Linked DNA regions of Mus musculus: region 1 is linked to region 2. Evidence: chromatin contacts called from public ChIA-PET data. All regions are on one chromosome and are shown on one strand. Each heading gives the region's core, a stretch centred on a gene start, on an enhancer-like site or on the middle of the called end of the contact. The rest is flanking DNA. Distances are from core to core; before and after follow the strand shown. Region 1 holds the start of AI662270 (expressed sequence AI662270). Region 2 holds the start of Slfn2 (schlafen 2).

Region 1 (2,700 bases), core at 5-2,504, 160 kb before region 2:
TGGCTGTTGCCAGAAACTGTGGGCAGAGCCTAGACAAAATGCCAACCCGGGCTGCTGCACCTGGTACCTCTCTTTCCTCCCTCCCTCTCCTCCATCTCCTAAAAAAGCTAGGGACATGTTCATTCTGGACGCTCCAAGAAGATTCTGCCCCGTGGCTCTGCCTCCCTTTCAATCCACAAACTTTCTCTTCCACTATACCTGGGACCAGTCCTCTTCCTTTCTTTTTATTTCTTTTTCTCATACACATGGCGCCGAAAACCAGGACCAGTCATGTTTTCTTTCTTTCTTTCTCTTTTTCATTCAGCCAAGATGAAGGATTTTGCCCAGAACCACTCCGGGTCCCCAGAAAATGGCGGCAGAGGTAGTTTGCAGAGTCATCTAAAGGCGTATACCCATAAAGCCATTTGGCTTTCCCATCAGGTCCAATTAGAAGCAAACACATATCTTTACGTACTTCCTGCTTTTGTACCCAACCCTCCCCCTTAATTCAGGCAGGGGCATGCATGTTTCCTCACTTACCAACTGGGGGCAGGCTCCTAGAAGAAACTTCCATGCCGATGTTTCAATGTTTCGTTTTGGTAACACAAACTAACAGGCAGCCACGAAAACTCTTGACCAAACTCAATGCAGTAAAGAGTGCATTTTATACAGGGCTTTTAATATGAAGTTTCCTCCCCCCCCCCCCCATCTAATATATAGGCTAACTTATAATTGGATTTTTAAAACCTTCAGGTTGGATTTTAAAGTTAGCCTGGATGCGGAGGAAGGAAGGGCCAGCCAGGCGATACAGAGGGACTCATGTGAGCCTTGTGGCAGAAACTAAAACCACATGCTGGTCTCCTTGTCCTTTCTTGACAGCCTTCAGGGAGGGTGACAGGAGCGGTTGCAGGAAGGATGTGATAAATCTCACATACATTCAAAACATTTCTCAGGCCTCATGGTTATTTTCTGTGTTTCCTTCTCTTGCTCTCCATGATCTGAGGATATTGTTCCTTCCGCACTGGTCAGTTTCTTCTAAAGAGGCCCCCCGTGTGATTTCAGTTATATAGCAGGACTTTCTGACCCAGAAGCAGTACAAATGATGACACAGAGGCTATCGGGTATTTTAAAGCTTAAGCCTATAGCTGGGCAGATTTCCAACCAACTTTCTAGTTCATCCCGATTTGTCCTGGCATTACCTTCCATGTGTGGCCAGCTCTGCGTCTCTGCTCCTGTTCAGGTCCATCTTTCATCTCCGAGGCCCCAGGCGACTTTGGCGCCTTTGCTTTCTTTTTCCAGAGTCCCTCCCCAGGAAGTTCTGCCCTCCACTCTCTGCCCAGCTATTGGCTGTCAGCTCTTTATTACAGCCAATAAGCAAGTAAAGAAGGTCTAATATTTACAAAATATAGGACCTCTGATAGGCCACAGAAATAATACTAAGAGGCAGGCAGATTTCTGAGTTCGAGGCCAGCCTGGTCTACAAAGTGAGTGCCAGTGACAGCCAGGGCTACACAGAGAAACCCTGTCTCGAAAAAAACAAAAAAACATAACAAAACAAAAAAACAAAAACAAAAAAACCCCGACAACAACAAAAAAAGAAATAATACCAAGATCCGGCTCGCACTCAGCTGTCTGGCTAGTGCTTAGTTTGCTGATGGTTTATCCCTCAACATTGAGTATATAGAGAGCCACCTTCACATAATGCACCCCTAACTCAACTACAAGGATTTTGCTTTTACCTTTGGTGCCAGATCGTTAGTCCTGGTTTTACTCAGTGCTGGCCAGTGGATGAAATCAAGAGTCATGACCTTTTGTCTTCTCTCTCCTGAGAAGATTCCATACAGCAAGCCTGTAAGCTCCTCTCAGTAGTCTTGGTCCGTATTTAATATTTCATAAATGTTTGCTTTAAATTTGGCCTGAAGTGGTTGCGTTCATTTTTTTTTTTCCCAGCAAAACCCAGTATAAACATAAACCCTGCAGATGCACTCAGGCGATGCTGGGAGGCAGAAATCAGAGTGGCCAAGGACCTGGCACAGTCATCAGTGTTCCAATGTCTAGTTGCACAGCTAAAGTGAGAATTCCCCAGGATGCCTGGTACTCCAGGGATTATGCAAGGATGCCTCTGAAACAGACTCCTGTCCATTACATTCTCCTTGTCAGACTGATGGAACCTCTATGAGACACTAGTCATTTGTTACAGTTGTCTTTGATGTCATGTATATTTTGGTCTCTTAAGTCAATATCTGATCCATCTTTGTGTGTTAAGACTTGGAAGGCTATGAAACTAGATGACACAAGAGGGACTGATGGACCTCTGAAGGAAAGAAGTCCAATCGTTACATGTCATTGTCCTCTCTTATGTATCTATCCTATGTTTGTATGTTCTGACTCAGGGCTGTAAGGCACAGCTGCACCCAGGGCTCCAGGTGGTGCCTAGCTCCACCTTCAGCTGCTTCTTGGGAGCAGGAAAACTGCATTGATAAAAACTTCACATCTCAGAACACTGAGTATGCATAAGGGGATGGGGTTGGATGAAGGATTCACAAGTAAATCCCCGGGCTCAATGGAGAGCTTTGTAAAACCTGGGGTCCCACATGGAAGCCAGGCACTGCCAAACTGCCTTGTCCCTCTTCTGCATCAGGCCAGAACCAGCTCCTGTCCAAGCTATGGATGAGTCTGATTTCTACCCTGTATGTTTAGATGTGGATCTTATGTGTATGA
Region 2 (2,700 bases), core at 125-2,624:
CTCATTAACCACCCTGCAGTTTTAGGTCTGCTTTACCATTCAGACTCCCATCCGCCGCTCCCACCCCAACCCCCCAACCCCCAACCCCCCCAACCCCCAAAATGCTAGTGTCGACTAGAGAAAGTTCTCAGAGACTTTGGTCTGGAATTTAAAGTGTCTTGTTAGCTGTCCTCAGAGGGAAAGAGCATGGCATCCAGATGCAGGCACTGCAGATTGGCAGGCAAACACAGAGGCAGGAGCAGTAGTAGCTGCCTCTTGGAGGAAAAGAAGAGATGGAGAATTCTTTGCACACCTCTGAAAGTGCTTGGCAGTTGGTGGAAGAGAACATTATAAGCTTTTCAGGGCTCTAGTGCACCTATCTCGTTTCTCATCTTGAATACAGTTCCCCTTCTTCCTGTCGCTCAGACACATTTACTTATCCTCCCACAGGATCCAGTGGGGAACCCTCAAGATGCTCTGATGACCAGCAGGAGCCTGATTTCCTAGGGACTAGAGGCTGCTTATTTCTTCTCCTGCCCCTGCTAACTGTGCCAGGTGCCTGCTGTGTGTGGATAAAAGGGCCCCACACACCACAGATATCTCTCCCCCTTCCTCTCCCCTTCTCCTCCTCTGCTCTCATTTCTCTCAACCTTACCTCCTGTGTGTTTCCATGTCTCTCTCTGCCTGTCTGCCCTTTTCCCTCCTTACTGTTTCAACTCTGAGGCACCTTTCACTCTCCTCTCCCAAATAAACCTCTTACACGAGATCTGTTGCATGACATATTTTCTCAGGGATACACCATGGCACAGACCTGCCAAAAGTACCCAACGCCTGGCTTGCATTTTCATCCTCCCACCGTCTGCCTCAATAGTTCAGGCTCAGGCCAAGCAGAACCTAAGCTCTCTCCCTGGTCCTCCCCTGAACCAAGAAGACACAGGCATTTGCCCTCCCAGACAGCTCACCAGGTGCCTAATCCCTTCACAGCCGGTTTGTTAACACTTTGTTAAAATGGGCTACCAAGGCTCTAAGGAGCCAAGATGCCAGTAGAGACAGAAACTAACCATGGTCCCAGAGCAACTAGACTGTACCCAGGGTTGGAAGTGAGGGACAGAAATGACATTAGGGGTAGGACTTGAGTAGACTATATGTCTGTGGTTACTTACCTCTGAGTTCTGTGGTTGCTTTGCTCAGTTGCCTCAAGTCTAGTACCCATGTCAGCAGTCTTGGTAAAGCAGGCTAGTGTCACCTGAGAAAGACCCTCTGTCTGCAACAAGTCCTGGCCAGCAGATGTCTTCGCCGGTGGGCTTTGGCACTTGGAAGAGTTCTAACTGCAGCCCTGGTTGTGTGTTCACCTCTAAGCCCATGTGAGTTCTTTGTTCCTTGCTGCATTAAAGCATTGCACAGACTGGTGGAAGACTGGAAATCCCAGAACTGTCACCCTCCAGGAAGTGAAAGCCCTGCCTCCACTTTTCTATTGGGCAGACTGTAACACAAGCTCACAGTTGACTAGTCAGATTTCTATCTGCCTCAGGCATTCCCAAGCAGCAAAGTCCATTTGCTCAAAAGAGCAGGTGCCCTTGTTAACGCCTTTAGAGTCCCTCCAGTCCCGGGTTTAAGATGGGCACAGCAGGATCCTCTCTGCCAGCAGATTCCTTCTCTCTATGGGATTCCCAGGGCTACCCTAAAGCAGTACACCTCTTTTGCTACTTTGTTACAGTAACACCTCCCTAACCAGCCTTAAGAAACTGATTGGGGAGGGGGGGTGGGGTGGGAGAGGGGGCTTGAGGGAAGGGAAAGGGAGTTGGGGGTGGATGGGAGAGGGAGTTGGGGGAGGAAGGAAGGACCGGGGCCAGGACCAGGAAAGGGGATAACATTTGAAATGTAAATAAAGAAAATATCCAATAAAATAAATATTAAAAAAGAAAAGATAAGAAAAGAAAAGAAATAGGGCTGGAGAGATGGTTCAGTGGATAAGAGCACTGACTGCCCTTCCAGAGGTCCAGAACTCCACTGTCCCTCCAGCCTAAGGGTCCAGAACAGGGCTCTTTCTTCCCTGTGGGCTGTTTCATTGCCTGTCACCACCAGACCAGCTCTGAGGAAACTGACTCAGAGACCTTTAGAATCTCTTTCTTAATCTCTAATTTAAGAAATAAAGTACAGGAGGTTTCTGGAGTTCTCGTGGGTTGATGGAAACATGCAAAAACGTAAAGGAGAATATTTGCATCAGTAATGAAGAAGACCAAAAATGAAGAAAGACAAAATTTTCCTTCTGTACTTGTCAGGAGGTGAAAGAAGAAGTTGCTAGGGGGAGTCCAATGAGTCACCCTCCTCCAGTATCCCAAGCACAACCTCTTGCTCAGAACTGTACCCTCCCGTTCCTAAGGAATGTCACAAGACTAGCCAGAGACCAGGGCAAGCCAACAACCAGGGCTTTGAGGGACATGAGGAAGAAAAGAACAGGGGTAGGGAAAGTGGGGGAGCCAGGGAGGAGCAGCATCTGGACAGAGGCAGCTGCTGGGTGGAGAAAGTCCAGTGCCCATGCTCTGTGTGCCTGAAGTCTTCTCTTCTTTCTCTCCCCTCTTCACTCTCCTCCCTCCTCCCTCCTCCTCCTCCTCCTCCTCCTCCTCCGAGCTCCTCCTCCGAGCTCCTCCTCCGAGCTCCAGTTCAGTTCCAAAGTCAGTGAGAAGGAATTCAACTCCAAAGGTCTGGGATTAGAACTGC

Evidence for each region. ChIA-PET counts read pairs in DNA pulled down with a chosen protein or histone mark.
Region 1: an RNA polymerase II ChIA-PET map of memory CD8 T cells shows a contact between it and region 2, with 182 read pairs. The contact joins the promoter of AI662270 here to the promoter of Slfn2 in region 2. A contact is called at or near these places in 13 of 39 promoter capture datasets (the 3T3-L1 cell line, the C10 cell line, the HPC-7 cell line and 8 more), 1 of 15 datasets of contacts at CTCF or cohesin (the NIH/3T3 cell line), 1 of 484 Hi-C or Micro-C datasets (B cells), 10 of 115 datasets of contacts at active chromatin or transcription factors (the 230-238 cell line, the HPC-7 cell line, acute myeloid leukemia and 7 more) and 3 of 9 other capture datasets (adipose tissue, embryonic stem cells and liver).

Annotation. Positions count from the first base shown.
Region 1 is chr11:83,222,130-83,224,829 of GRCm38.p6, reverse strand. It overlaps AI662270 (expressed sequence AI662270), which reads right to left and starts at 1,254. Exons shown (of 4, transcript NR_015519.1): 1 at 1,179-1,254; 2 at 520-620; 3 at 199-378.
Region 2 is chr11:83,063,786-83,066,485 of GRCm38.p6, reverse strand. It overlaps Slfn2 (schlafen 2), which reads right to left and starts at 1,374. Exons shown (of 2, transcript NM_011408.1): 1 at 1,143-1,374. The coding sequence starts at 1,192. Gm20234 (a long non-coding RNA gene) reads left to right here. Exons shown (of 2, transcript XR_388923.4): 2 at 430-745.